Regions from separate parts of the Mus musculus genome. Here regions 2, 3, 4 and 5 are each linked to region 1. A link is a contact called in public promoter capture Hi-C data. All regions are on one chromosome and are shown on one strand. Each heading gives the region's core, a stretch centred on a gene start, on an enhancer-like site or on the middle of the called end of the contact. The rest is flanking DNA. Distances are from core to core; before and after follow the strand shown. Region 1 holds the start of Rfesd (Rieske (Fe-S) domain containing). Region 2 holds the start of Trip13 (thyroid hormone receptor interactor 13). Region 3 holds the start of Tert (telomerase reverse transcriptase). Region 4 holds the start of Mrpl36 (mitochondrial ribosomal protein L36). Region 5 holds the start of Clptm1l (CLPTM1-like).

Region 1 (2,700 bases), core at 122-2,621:
TACTAGGAAAAAAATAATGCCTTGGCTCTCCCTCCAAAATCACTGTTTTTAAAGTGCTATAGTGCTGGAGAACATAATTTTTAATACAGTTTTTGACAAAAAAAAATAAAAATAAAAAATGTTCTGTTCTACCATTGTCTTTAAAAATAAAAACTGTTTTGTTGTTCGTAGATCCCTAAAATTAGATTTCTTAAAGTGAGAATTCCATATAAAACTATTTGTTTTAGATAAGTGGATGGCCCCGACAGTTTTAAACACCTTTCTAATGTAGATAATTCATTCAAGTATAAAGTCACTGAAGACAAAAGACATGAAATTAAAGGTACTCACACTCATGTGTCACTCCTCTTGAGCAATGACTCAGGGACTCTTAGAGTGGGGACCTGGCCCACAAATTATCACAGTGCTTATCTCCAGGGTGACACCCTGGCTTTTAGGCTCAGGGAAGGGAAATGCTTTAGTCAGTAGCAGTTTGATGATAATAAATACATTTGACTAGCTACATTTCACTACCGCTTGGACACTTTGCGTGTAAATGTTCATTACTCCTCACAAAATTAAATATCTGTAAGCTCATATGTTGCTTGGTGTAACTTTCGTGTCACTAGCAGCCAGCGATTTATAAAAGAAAAGAAACAAAAAACAAAAAACATGTGGCCTGAAAGAAAATCATCTTGAAAGTCACAAAAACCGTTCGGCAAAAACGTATAGAGAGTTTTATATTCGCAGTGCACACATGTATCGGAAAAGATGGTTCTGAATGTTTATGTAGGAATGCTAATGTACAAGATTGTCTTCACAAATATCTAAAGTAAAACACTTGCCCAATTTAATGAAGCCGTGCAGCTGAGCGAATTACTGCCAATGTCTGGTATTAAAGATGACAAGGCGTTTCACCAGCGTCTGAATCCCGGACTGCTTCCTAAGAGGCCTGTATCATAGGGTGTGCAGAGGACAACCACGTTAAGGCACCTCTACTCTATACAGCTGGGTGCAACCGCAGGAAGCGCAGCAAGGCTGGTAGCCACCCCCATGGCTTTAGCAGTTCTCAAACCAGTTTTATTTGCTAAGAAGACAGGCCGCAGCTGCTAGATTGAGCGGCGCTAGGGACAGCACGGCAACCAGCAGTCGTCCCGACGGCCATCCCAGGAGAATATTTGGGGTGCGTGGGACGTCAGAAGGATTCGCTTTCATAGTTTATGGCACAAGTGCGGAAAAGCCTATTTAAATGGCTGCAGGTCCCGGCTGTGGCCCAACTGTCAAGGCGAACAGTTCACTGAGGCTCTTGCCAATGCCAGTCCACGAGGGTCCAAACGCTCCCTGCTCAGACACCCGAGGACTCGGAACCGCTGCCAGCGGACGCAGGAAGTGCAGGCCCGGGCGGTGTCCGACCGGAAGCAGCAGCGTGCCAGAAATCTCCGCCCCGCTCCCCTCACCCAATTCCCGCACCGCGAGAACCTAACTTACTGTGCTGGGGTCCTCGCCCCGCCCTCAACACCCAGCTCCCGCAGCCCCTGCGTCCTGCGCCTGCGCGACGCGAGTTTGTGAGGAGGCGGGGCAGGGGTCACGTGCTAGGAAGTACTGGCTCCCCTCCCGTCCCTCCATCAGGCTGCTGTCCTGTTTGTGGAATTTTTCTAGCTCTTGTGGGATATGAGTAGGTGCATCATTTTCTTTCTCTTTTCTTTTTTCAAAGAACGATAATCGGACTCACTCTAAATTTATCCAAATTTTAAATGCACTCAGCAATCTCATCCCTAAGCGAAATAATACCTAGAACATGGGAAAACTTTACAGCCATATACTGTATACCCAAAGGTCCAATTCCATACACTACACCATACAGGCTCCCATGTGTAATATGCTCTCTTTAACACAAATAACTCATTGCTTGAGATACAAATAGGTTAAGTATTTGTGTATACCAAAGCTTTTAAAAATTACTAGATTTAAGGGGAGATGGTGTGTTTTCACTTTCAATTTCTCTTTCAGTGTTACATTAAGAGCAACACAATAAGAACTCCCCATACTTATGCTCAGAGGTGCAAGCTAAATGAGTCTTACTGGTTTGCAAGCATTCTCTGTAAACTGGCACGTGGCAAGCTCTTATAGAGCCCACAACCCGGGCTGAAGTTGATCACTTGAACCCAAGTGTTGGGCAGCACAGACACCCTGCTTTAAAAAAAGAAAAAAGAAAAAAGAGGCCAGCAAGATGATTCATGGAGTAAGGGTGCTTGTAAACGGGACAGCCTGAGTTGTAGCCCAGAGCTCATTTAATGATGTAGGAACTGACTTAACAAACTATGCTGTAGCATGCATGTCCCTGCTCACACAGAATAATAAGGATTTTTTAAAATTAATGATCCTTTGATTCAATAGCTCATAATCTTGGCTAGGCTTTAGATCTGCCTAGGAATTAAAACAAACAAAACCAAAAAACAATAACAAAGCAACTTTGCCCAGTATACCAGATCAATGAAGTAAAAATCTTAGAAAGGATTCAATATATATTTTTGTTTTTTAATTTCTGAAAGCTTTTCATTTTTTCCCTCCCAGAAAGACCAACTGCAATCAGAGGGAGTGAAAGGTCAAGATTTTATTCATAACAAAATCAGCTTAGAACTGGATCACTTGGCCCTTTCTCTTCTTGTCGCCTCACAATTCAAAATGCTCACATCTCTTAATAGCCAGCATCCTCTTAGA
Region 2 (2,700 bases), core at 7-2,506, 2.1 Mb before region 1:
GACAAAAACAAACAAAAAAACAAAAAAAACCCCACTAAAGTATAGCTAGGTCTGGCTGTAATTTCAGCATGCAAGCTGAGACAGAAGAACTTGTTTCAAACACAGACACTCAGACACACACACACACACACACACACACACACACACACACACACAGACACACACCTTCCCTCCCTCAGACCTCAGACATATACAAGAAAGTCATTAGTCAAGATGGGGCTTGGCAGTGTACTGTCTTAGGATCAACTGTAGGGTCCCAGGCCTGCAGTCATACCATCAGCCACCCTCAGGCTAATTAGAAAAAGGAGGTGCCACTAGTTCTTCACACACTACTATGAAAATTAATAAAAATTCAGTGTTTGAGACAAGCCTGAAACATTATGAGCATTCAATCCATGTTAGCAGCCCTTTTAAGGAAAACCTGAAAATGCATAGCTGTAGGGTCTAACCTGGAGTACGTACATAATCTTTGTAACAGGAAATTTGCCACTGGATTCTGGCTTTGCAAATTAAATACTTGCTCTACTGACACTGCACTTCCTTGCACCCCTAATTGACTGGAGATCACTTCTGTCGCTTAGCAGGTCCTATTACATGGAGCTCATCGTTAGGCTGTGCTCCATAGGCCAGTCAGTTGAGAGCTGTGGGGTCCTGCCAGATAGTCTGGGATGGTGGTAGGGTCTGGATGGGATATGCGGCAATGTGAGAGGTGAAACTCAAGAGTAATGTGTGGTGGGATGGAGGGCAAAGTCGGATCATGCTGTTAGGGTCAACTGAAGTGGGGTGGAGGTGTGCTGGGTCATACTAGGTGGGTTCATGTCAGGCTGTTCAGGTCGTGCGAAGTGGGGCCGTACTGAGGGGTGGGACGCTGTGGGGTGGAATCCTAAGAGTTGGGGTAAGGTCGTGCCACTCGGAGTCACGCGTGGTGGGGTCGGATCAGGTCGCGCCCCGCGTGGTCGGACTCCGTATATACGCTCACCTTCCGCTGCGCTGCAGAACCTCCACATGGACCGCGGGCGATTCGGCAACACAGGGAAGCGCTTGCTTCAGGTCGCCCACCGCCTCGTCCATGGCGCCGCCGCCGGGAGCCGAGGGAATGCCGCCGGAGTGAGGCCGCGGTCGCCTCCCTGCGCCCTGTGCGACAGCCTTCTCCGATGTAGGAGGATCCACCTTGGCTAAGGGCCGGCCAAATCCACTTCCGCCGCCCGAGCCGCTCGGCGCTTTGCAACCCGCCCCGCCCCACCGAGCTTCGAATCTGCCGCGCGCTGCGCACCGCCCCACCCTGACCCGGAAGCACTTGGCGGTGGCGAAGGCGCTACTTCCGACTGGCGCAGGTCGAGCTACCGGCAGCCGCTTCTCACCGGATCCCGTGCTATCTCAGCCATGGGCAAAAAGCACAAGAAGCACAAGGCGGAATGGCGCTCGTCCTACGAAGGTGCGGATCCCACGGGCGGGGTCTAGGTTGCCGATACGGGCAGGGGAAGGCGTTCCAGGGGAAGGGCGTGGTCTGTGCTGGGCGGGGTCCCGTGAGAAGGAGGAGCTTAGAGCCAGGTAGTGGACAATCGTAGGAGGGGCGGGGTTAGAGCTGAAAAAGGGAATCTGCTGCGAAGAGGCTATAGGCTTCTTTTTTGGGTCCTGTAGCCACTATGTACCTCCTCTCTGACACCAGGAAGACCCGCAGCAAAAAGAGGGCTTCCGTGAAGGAATTGGGGTCCTGGGTCTCAGGTCGGGTTGTTGTACCCTCGGAATATCCTCAGTGGTGATTTTGTGGTTTGAAAGAGAGGATTGAACACCAATCTGTCAGTTTGAGATTACATAGTCTGTGGTTTTGACAACTCCTTGCTGTCTAGATTCACACCCACAGGGGTGCAGTATTTCTACTCAGTATTTTGCAAGCTTGACCTACGTACGGTCTGTGTGCAGATTATACAGACACGCCACTGGAGAAGCCTCTGAAGCTGGTGCTCAAGGTGGGAGGAAGTGAAGTGACAGAGCTCTCAGGATCTGGCCACGACTCCAGCTACTACGACGATCGCTCAGACCACGAACGGGAGAGACACAGAGAAAAGAAGAAAAAGAAGAAGAAAAAGTCAGAGAAGGAGAAGCACCTCGATGAGGAGGAGAGGAGGAAGCGGAAGGTAAAGGTTCAATGGCCTAAGATGGGTCCCTAATCACGCCTGGCTATACCGTTGCTGCAGTTCTGGGCTTCCAGGGCATCTTCAGGTGATGCCTGTCAGGTGTCAGGAGTGGCTCTTCTTCCCAGTCTGGGGAATGCGCAGACGTGTGCGGAGCCTGCATTACCAGTCTAAAAGGGTTCTGGCTGTTCTGTGCCCTCTATTCTTCCATACTTACAGGAAGAGAAGAAACGGAAACGGGAGAAGGAACACTGCGACTCAGAGGGGGAGGCTGATGCTTTCGACCCTGGAAAGAAGGTGGAGGTGGAGCCACCCCCAGACCGACCAGTGAGAGCCTGCCGAACACAGCCAGGCAAGACCCTGTCCCCAAACATGAGTTTCCTACCTTGTCTATAGCGTGGTTATCTAGTTGTTGGGGACATTTCACAAGCTAAAAATGAGTAAATTCTCTTGAAGACTGGTAAAACAGACACATGGATGCCAGAGACCAACCATATGTGTCCTACAAAACCTACTATATTTTTATTTGGTTGGTTAGTTGTTTTGTTTTGTTTGTTTTTCTGGT
Region 3 (2,700 bases), core at 83-2,582, 2.4 Mb before region 1:
CTACTTCCCAAGAGTAGCTTACAAGTGTGCACCACCATGCCCCGCGATATTCTTATTTTTGAGACTGTTTTCTATGCTGGTTTCTTTGGGGAACTACACTAAGGTAGCTTACAAGTGTGCACCACCATGCCCCGCGATATTCTTATTTTTGAGACTGTTTTCTATGCTGGTTTCTTTGGGGAACTACACTAAGGTAGCTTCATTGTTGGCATAAATTTCTCAGTTCAGGCCCATATCTCCTAAGTAGCAGAACTAAGCAAATCTCAAACAAACCCCTCAAAAAGACTGATGTCCACTAAACGGACTTCTAAAATAGCTCCTGTAATCCTGAGCATTTACAAGGCGGCAGACCTCCTATAAGGGAGTAAATATGAAAACGCGCCTGTTCAAATGCTAGGTCGGTGGATAGAAGCAATTTCCTCAGAAAGCTGAAGGCACCAAAGGTTATATTTGTTAGCATTTCAGTGTTTGCCAAACTCAGCTACAGTAGAGATCACAGATTCCCTATTTCCCAGAGATTCAAAATTCAGCAGCCCCTCTCTAACTATGGCTCAGAGTCGTGTCATTACATATGCCCCAACAACAACCCCCACCCCTATCCTACCCCCGCCTCACACGTGCAAGTACTATCACAGTTGCCAACCTAGCAGAGCTGCCATCCTAAGGTCGAGGTCGCCGCTTTGGCTGTGTGCACAGGCAAGCGCCCTCACCCAATGGCCCTGGCCTTGCTATGGGTGCGTGAGTTGAGATGATGCTCTGGACTCTGAGGTGAAGGCCACTGGAACAGTGAAAAAAGCTAACGCAGGGCTTTTACCTAGTCCCCTTCCTTTGGTGGTGGGTGTTTACGGAACATATTTGGGATCTGAGTGTATGGTCGCACCACAATAAAGCCTTAACCTATATAGTAGAATTTCAGCTGTAATCATTAAGAACTGAGATTGCCACCACCCACCTCACTGTCTGTGTCAACCACAGCAGGCTGGAGCAGTCAGCTCAGGAACAGGCAAAACCTTAGGTCCCTCCGCCTACCTAACCTTCAATACATCAAGGATAGGCTTCTTTGCTTGCCCAAACCTCGCCCCAGTCTAGACCACCTGGGGATTCCCAGCTCAGGGCGAAAAGGAAGCCCGAGAAGCATTCTGTAGAGGGAAATCCTGCATGAGTGCGCCCCCTTTCGTTACTCCAACACATCCAGCAACCACTGAACTTGGCCGGGGAACACACCTGGTCCTCATGCACCAGCATTGTGACCATCAACGGAAAAGTACTATTGCTGCGACCCCGCCCCTTCCGCTACAACGCTTGGTCCGCCTGAATCCCGCCCCTTCCTCCGTTCCCAGCCTCATCTTTTTCGTCGTGGACTCTCAGTGGCCTGGGTCCTGGCTGTTTTCTAAGCACACCCTTGCATCTTGGTTCCCGCACGTGGGAGGCCCATCCCGGCCTTGAGCACAATGACCCGCGCTCCTCGTTGCCCCGCGGTGCGCTCTCTGCTGCGCAGCCGATACCGGGAGGTGTGGCCGCTGGCAACCTTTGTGCGGCGCCTGGGGCCCGAGGGCAGGCGGCTTGTGCAACCCGGGGACCCGAAGATCTACCGCACTTTGGTTGCCCAATGCCTAGTGTGCATGCACTGGGGCTCACAGCCTCCACCTGCCGACCTTTCCTTCCACCAGGTGGGCCTCCAGGCGGGATCCCCATGGGTCAGGGGCGGAAAGCCGGGAGGACGTGGGATAGTGCGTCTAGCTCATGTGTCAAGACCCTCTTCTCCTTACCAGGTGTCATCCCTGAAAGAGCTGGTGGCCAGGGTTGTGCAGAGACTCTGCGAGCGCAACGAGAGAAACGTGCTGGCTTTTGGCTTTGAGCTGCTTAACGAGGCCAGAGGCGGGCCTCCCATGGCCTTCACTAGTAGCGTGCGTAGCTACTTGCCCAACACTGTTATTGAGACCCTGCGTGTCAGTGGTGCATGGATGCTACTGTTGAGCCGAGTGGGCGACGACCTGCTGGTCTACCTGCTGGCACACTGTGCTCTTTATCTTCTGGTGCCCCCCAGCTGTGCCTACCAGGTGTGTGGGTCTCCCCTGTACCAAATTTGTGCCACCACGGATATCTGGCCCTCTGTGTCCGCTAGTTACAGGCCCACCCGACCCGTGGGCAGGAATTTCACTAACCTTAGGTTCTTACAACAGATCAAGAGCAGTAGTCGCCAGGAAGCACCGAAACCCCTGGCCTTGCCATCTCGAGGTACAAAGAGGCATCTGAGTCTCACCAGTACAAGTGTGCCTTCAGCTAAGAAGGCCAGATGCTATCCTGTCCCGAGAGTGGAGGAGGGACCCCACAGGCAGGTGCTACCAACCCCATCAGGCAAATCATGGGTGCCAAGTCCTGCTCGGTCCCCCGAGGTGCCTACTGCAGAGAAAGATTTGTCTTCTAAAGGAAAGGTGTCTGACCTGAGTCTCTCTGGGTCGGTGTGCTGTAAACACAAGCCCAGCTCCACATCTCTGCTGTCACCACCCCGCCAAAATGCCTTTCAGCTCAGGCCATTTATTGAGACCAGACATTTCCTTTACTCCAGGGGAGATGGCCAAGAGCGTCTAAACCCCTCATTCCTACTCAGCAACCTCCAGCCTAACTTGACTGGGGCCAGGAGACTGGTGGAGATCATCTTTCTGGGCTCAAGGCCTAGGACATCAGGACCACTCTGCA
Region 4 (2,700 bases), core at 6-2,505, 2.7 Mb before region 1:
ACAGAGCACATGTGGAAGTTGGAGGAAGCCAGTCTCTTTTTCCATGTGAGTTCTGGGGACTGAACTGAGGTCTACAGACTTGCATGGAAAGCACTTGTGACTCCCAGGCCATCTCTCTGACCCACATTATTTTTTTTAATTGCTAGAACTCTGGAGTCCTTTTTTCCTTTTCTTTCTTTCTTTCTTTTTTTTTTTTTTTTTTAGGCATTTTTATTAGATATTTTCTTCATTTACATTTCAAATGCTATCCCCCAAAGTCCCCTATACCCTCCTCCCTCCCCCCTCCCCAACCCACCCACTCCCACTTCCTGGCCCTGGCATTGCCCTGAACTAGGGCATATAATCCCCAAAGAAAGACCAAGGGCCTCTCCTCCCATTGATGGCCGACTAGGTCATCCTCTGCTACATATGCAACCAGAGACACAGCTGGGGGGGGGGGGCGGTGTTTACTGGTTAGTTCATATTGTTGTTCCTCCTATAGGGTTGTCAACCCCTTTAGCTCCTTGGGTACTTTCTCTAGCTCCTTCATTAGGGGCCCTGTGTTCTGGCAAATACAGAAGTGAATGCTCACAGTCATCTATTGGCTGGAACTCAAGGTATTCCTATGGGTGCTTAGTGTGAAGGGTGAGACTGGGAGTTAGAGAGAACTACATTAGCCTTAATGACAACCTACTTTGCTATACATAAAAATAAGATGGGTAGATTTACGAACCACCTGAAATCCAATGTATATGAATTAACTGTAGAAGCCCTATATATAGGAATTACCTGTACGCACACATATATACATATATACATGTATATATATGGAAATTAACTGTAGAAATCAGTAATGGTGTATGTTGGTCTTTCCACGTTCCTTGTTGCTTTTCCTAGTTCGCGGGTAGGGACTTAACTAGAGCAGTGTCTGCACTTGCTCCTCTGGCCTTTCCCATGTCTGCCAGAACGTCTCTTAATGTAAACATATGACCTGTACATTTTGTCTGAATGTTGGGTTTTGTTTTGTTTCCAATATATTCACTGTTTGCAGTTTCTTTTACAGTCAAAGCCTGCTTTTTCTGTCTTTTTTTTTTTTCTTCTCCCATGGGCACCGGTCTTGGTCCCAGCATCTGCAGAGGCAGAGCTTAGAGTGCAGGATTCTGGATAAAGAATACTGAGACAAGGAAGGCTTTATCTGCTCCTTAGTCGTCCTCTGCACAGCACACGTCATCCCACGTGACCTTACGCCATCTTTCTTCCTGGCGGTGGCGTCCCACTCCACTGCGCAGACGCGGAAGCTTCGCTAACCGGCGCCCGAAGTTGATTAAGGACTTCTCCGCCGGTGGCACCCCTTCCCAGGTGTGGGTCCCAGGTTTCATGGGGGCAGGCAGAGGTGGTGCCAGAGCTGCTGGCCGGGAGTGCGGGCGGGGTCCCTGGCCGGCGTGAGTGAGCCTCCGGAATCTGCGGCTTCTCCGGAGTGCGCAGGCCTGGGCACATGGAGACGCGGAGCCCAGAGTGCAACCCTGGCATGTGTGCTCTGACCTCTGATGCCAAGTAACCTTGATAGGGGAGGGCCTAGGGACTGGCAGACGTGCAGCACAGGATGACCACGCTTCTCTTCCCCCAGGTCTGGGCTCGGCATGGCCGCACTGCTTGTACGGAGCGTGGTGGCTTCGGTGGTGGACCCGTTCCTGCACCTGAGTCGCCTCGCGGTGAAGCCCCGAGTCTTCTCCTCGTTCCTGCTGGGGACATTGCCACGCGCCAAACCCTGCGCAGAGGTGCGCTCAGTTCTCTGTGGCCGTCCCTTGCCGACCCTGCTGCCCTCGCTGGGCTTCAAAACCAAAGGTGTCATCAAGAAGCGCTGTAAAGACTGCTACAAGGTGAAGAGGCGTGGGCGCTGGTTTATCCTCTGTAAGACCAACCCCAAGCATAAACAGCGACAAATGTAGCCCTTGTCTTCAAGCAGTGTCCATGGAAAATTCATTTCACCTTATCAGAGAAAAATAAACATTAAGCATTCTGTAAGATCCATGGGCCTTAGGGCTTTGTTGAACCCCCCTTTCCCCACATCATAGCCCAATTCCTTCACATCTAATCAGACCAGAGCTGCCGATGGAGAAGGATTGTTACAGTAGCTGTGTATGAAGCAGGAATACAGAGCCAGCTTTATCTCTTGAGACAAAGTCTGGCTCGGTAACCCTGGTTGACCTGAAACTTGGAGAGAAACTCCTGCCTCTGCCATTTGTTACCATATGCAGCAGATTGTAAGTGCTTTAAGAGGCTGCCTGAGCCAAAAAGCTCTTGTGGGGTGTGCAACAATCCCAATTTAAGAACAAACGATGTTCTTGTGTAGCAACTATCCCAGTCTTTACTCAAGGAAAACCTTGTTTACATAGAAATGTCTTTTGGATACCAATTAAAAATATTTGTCATGACTGTTCTTACACTCTGGAGTAGTAGTGTTCTTTATTACCACCAAACTAATGCTTTCAGAAGGAGGTTAGTACATTTTCAGTTCAAAGAAGGTAACAGAGCATGCTGGCTTCTGCAGGGAGTGCTAGGACACCAGCAATTTTTCAAATCTTGCGGTTGTCACTATTAAAAATCGGGCCTGAGGGCTGGAGAGATGGCTTAGCAGTTAAGAGCACACTGACTGCTCTTCTAAAGGCCCTGAGTTCAAATCCCAGCAAACACGTGATGGCTCACAACCCTCCGTAATGA
Region 5 (2,700 bases), core at 145-2,644, 2.4 Mb before region 1:
GCCACCATAGAGTAAGGAGCTGGTCACTAATGAAAAGCACCAACAGCCAACAAGCTTCTGAAAACAGGAAATATCATTTTTTGCTTGATCTCTGCAGGCCATCGTCCTGGGCTGTCACAGCACTGGCCACTTCACTCTAGAAACTGTGTATACCCTAAACCAAGAAATATTTAAGAAGATTAAAATGAAGGCCAGAAGAACCTGATACTCTGTTATTCTTGCAGAGAGGAGCCTAGCATAACTGTCCTCTTAAGAGGCTCTACCCAGCAGCTGACTGAAACAGATACAGAGACCCACAGCTAAACATTAGACAGAGCTTGGGGAGTCTTATAGAAAAGTTGGAGCAAGAATTGAGATCTGGGGGGGACAGGAGTCCACAAGACCAACAGAGTCAACTAACCTGGGCCCTTGGGGGTCTCCCAAAGACTAAACCACCAACCAAAGAGCATACATGGACTGGACCTACACCCCACCCCAACACATATATAGCAGATGTGCAGCTTGGTCTTCATTCAAGTTCCCCAACAAATGGACCCGGGTCTGTCCCAGTGTTGCCTACCTGTGGATCCCGTTCCCCTAACTAGGCTGCCTTGTCTGGCCTCAGTGGGAGAGAATGTGGCCAGTCCTGCAGTGACTTGATGTGCCAGGGGTGGGTTGGTACCCAGTGGAGCCTCCCCTTCTCAGAGAAGGGGAGAGGGAGTAGGGAAGAGAGTAGGGGCTGGCATCAGGACGTAAAGTGAACAATTAATGGACTCCGATGGTTTATCTGAGTGGCCTACCCCCTTCTGAGATGAGAAGGGGAGAGGGGACAGGGGAGAGGATAAGAGGAGAGTAGGGGCTGACATCGGGATGTAAAGTGAATAAATAAATTTAAGAACCCAGATGGTTTTATCTGAATGAGTAATGGGAAGTCCGGGAAAAAGATCTTCTTGAGATATAACCTACCTTTGCATGTTAGCCAGGATTAAGATTTATATTACCGCAAAGGAACTTATTCTTCTGACAAAAGGGGCAAGTGACCTGTAAAAACTCTTTTTGACCTTTTCTGGCCATCTTGAACTGCATGTTATCAACACAGTAACCTCACACCCGAGAAATCGGTATTTGAGTTTCCTGAGTCTCCTCCGTGTTTTCTTAACTTTTGGACGCTCCCCTAGACTTTGAAGAGCCAGGATCAGGGTCGTCCCCGCCATCATCCTGGGGCGCCGCCGTAAGGCTGCACAGGGCCTTAAGAAGAGCAACGCAAAGAAAAAATTTCCAAGAACCGGGTGCCGCCAAGGTTGGTGGCGGACCTGGGCTCCCACAGGCATGCCGGGAGTACGGCGCAAGAGGCTGACGTCACGCGCGCGCGCCGGTCGTGCGGTCGTCGTGAGGTTGCGAGTGCGTGGCGGAGCGTCTGGCTCCCAGAGGGCCGTGCGCGTCCACTTCCGCCAGCTGCTCGGTTCCCGGAAGCGGTGGCCGGCAAATCCGGCCAATCCCCCAGCGCCGGGTGTGGGTTATCGGGAGCATGCGGGGCGGCCGGCGGCCCGCGCGAGGCGCGTTGGTTTCCCCGCGGCGGTGGCGGTGGCGCGCAGCGGCTCTCCCGTGAGCGGCGGGCGGCGGCGGCGCTCGGCCCGCAGGTTGCGGCGCCATGTGGAGCGGCCGCAGCTCTTTTACCAGCTTGGTGGTGGGCGTGTTCCTGGTGTACGTGGTGCATACCTGCTGGGTCATGTACGGTATCGTCTATACCCGTCCGTGCTCGGGTGACTCCAACTGCATCCAGCCCTATCTGGCCCTGCGGCCCAAACTGCAGGTGAGCGTCCGGGAGCCCTAAGAAGGCGCCTCCCGGCCGGGTGCTACCACCCACCCCCTACTGGCACTGGTCAGAGGGTTTCGGGCTACCAGTTTTGCCCCTTATCACTGATGTCACTGTCCAATGTTCTGGTTAGGTGGCAGTGAGAGCTGGAGTTGAGACTTCTCTGTTCTCTGCTGCTCTCTTGTTACCCCTTGGTGCTCTGCCCTACCCCGATTATAACTGAGATCCAGTTGCCCTACACGTGTTTCCTAACGGGACCCCAGTGGAAGTTAACAGGAGATCTCCAGCCATATGGGAGTCAGGCTGCTAGCTCTGCCCTCTTATCACCTGTGTCACTTCCTGCTTCTAGTGGGAATTCCGGACAGGTCAGCTCTACAGTTAGGTTCCTTGTTCACAGCAGTGTCACACAGGCCATCTTGCCCAAGCTCACCCTCTGAGAGGTAGCCCTCAGATTGCTACCCTCTCACAATAGTTACATGTTTTCTATCAGGACCTTTTGGCTATTCATTCTTGCTCACTCTTTCCAGCTGAGTGTTTACACCACCACACGGTCCAGCCTTGGTGCAGAGAACAATGTGGACCTGATCTTGAACGTGGAAGACTTTGATGTGGATTCCAAATTTGAAAGGTGTGGATGTGGGACAGATTGCCAGAGATGGGTTCCAGGATGTCATGGATAGCATTGTATGTAGAGTGAGGACATCCTATAGAAGCACTCCTGTCTAGGGTCTGTGTAAACAGTCAAGCTGAAAGTAACAGGTGTTTGTCACTTAGCAAGTAGCTTTTACTGCAATCTAAGGGCAGCGTGGTTTACTACAGCCCATGTAGTCTCCCAAGGAATGATACATTGGCCTACCTAGTAAGAGTAGTTAGTTCACTTGTTACTTACAAGTAAGTGACCTTTG

The links. Promoter capture Hi-C pulls out the DNA fragments that hold promoters and counts their contacts.
Region 2: a promoter capture Hi-C map of liver shows a contact between it and region 1, with 5 times the contacts expected there. The contact joins the promoter of Trip13 here to the promoter of Rfesd in region 1. A contact is called at or near these places in 3 of 39 promoter capture datasets (liver and pre-B cells), 1 of 484 Hi-C or Micro-C datasets (CD4 T cells) and 1 of 9 other capture datasets (adipose tissue).
Region 3: a promoter capture Hi-C map of liver shows a contact between it and region 1, with 4 times the contacts expected there. The contact joins the promoter of Tert here to the promoter of Rfesd in region 1. A contact is called at or near these places in 3 of 39 promoter capture datasets (liver and pre-B cells).
Region 4: a contact with region 1 is called in a promoter capture Hi-C map of pre-B cells, with 2.8 times the contacts expected there. The contact joins the promoter of Mrpl36 here to the promoter of Rfesd in region 1. A contact is called at or near these places in 2 of 39 promoter capture datasets (liver and pre-B cells), 2 of 484 Hi-C or Micro-C datasets (CD4 T cells and CD8 T cells) and 1 of 9 other capture datasets (liver).
Region 5: a contact with region 1 is called in a promoter capture Hi-C map of pre-B cells, with 2.1 times the contacts expected there. The contact joins the promoter of Clptm1l here to the promoter of Rfesd in region 1. A contact is called at or near these places in 3 of 39 promoter capture datasets (liver and pre-B cells).

What each region holds. Positions count from the first base shown.
Region 1 is chr13:76,017,191-76,019,890 of GRCm38.p6, forward strand. Rfesd (Rieske (Fe-S) domain containing) reads right to left here and starts at 1,372. Exons shown (of 4, transcript NM_178916.5): 1 at 331-1,372. It also overlaps the pseudogene Gm4165.
Region 2 is chr13:73,936,511-73,939,210 of GRCm38.p6, forward strand. Trip13 (thyroid hormone receptor interactor 13) reads right to left here and starts at 1,257. Exons shown (of 13, transcript NM_027182.2): 1 at 980-1,257. The coding sequence starts at 1,071. It overlaps Brd9 (bromodomain containing 9), which reads left to right and starts at 1,318. Exons shown (of 16, transcript NM_001378947.1): 1 at 1,318-1,435; 2 at 1,924-2,138; 3 at 2,355-2,487. The coding sequence starts at 1,384.
Region 3 is chr13:73,625,579-73,628,278 of GRCm38.p6, forward strand. Tert (telomerase reverse transcriptase) reads left to right here and starts at 1,333. Exons shown (of 16, transcript NM_009354.2): 1 at 1,333-1,670; 2 at 1,773-2,700. The coding sequence starts at 1,452. RefSeq lists a promoter at 1-1,422 and enhancers at 1,092-1,111, 1,252-1,272.
Region 4 is chr13:73,329,754-73,332,453 of GRCm38.p6, forward strand. It overlaps Mrpl36 (mitochondrial ribosomal protein L36), which reads left to right and starts at 1,256. Exons shown (of 2, transcript NM_053163.1): 1 at 1,256-1,338; 2 at 1,607-2,425. The coding sequence starts at 1,620. The coding sequence ends at 1,928.
Region 5 is chr13:73,602,608-73,605,307 of GRCm38.p6, forward strand. It overlaps Clptm1l (CLPTM1-like), which reads left to right and starts at 1,395. Exons shown (of 17, transcript NM_146047.2): 1 at 1,395-1,792; 2 at 2,323-2,423. The coding sequence starts at 1,631.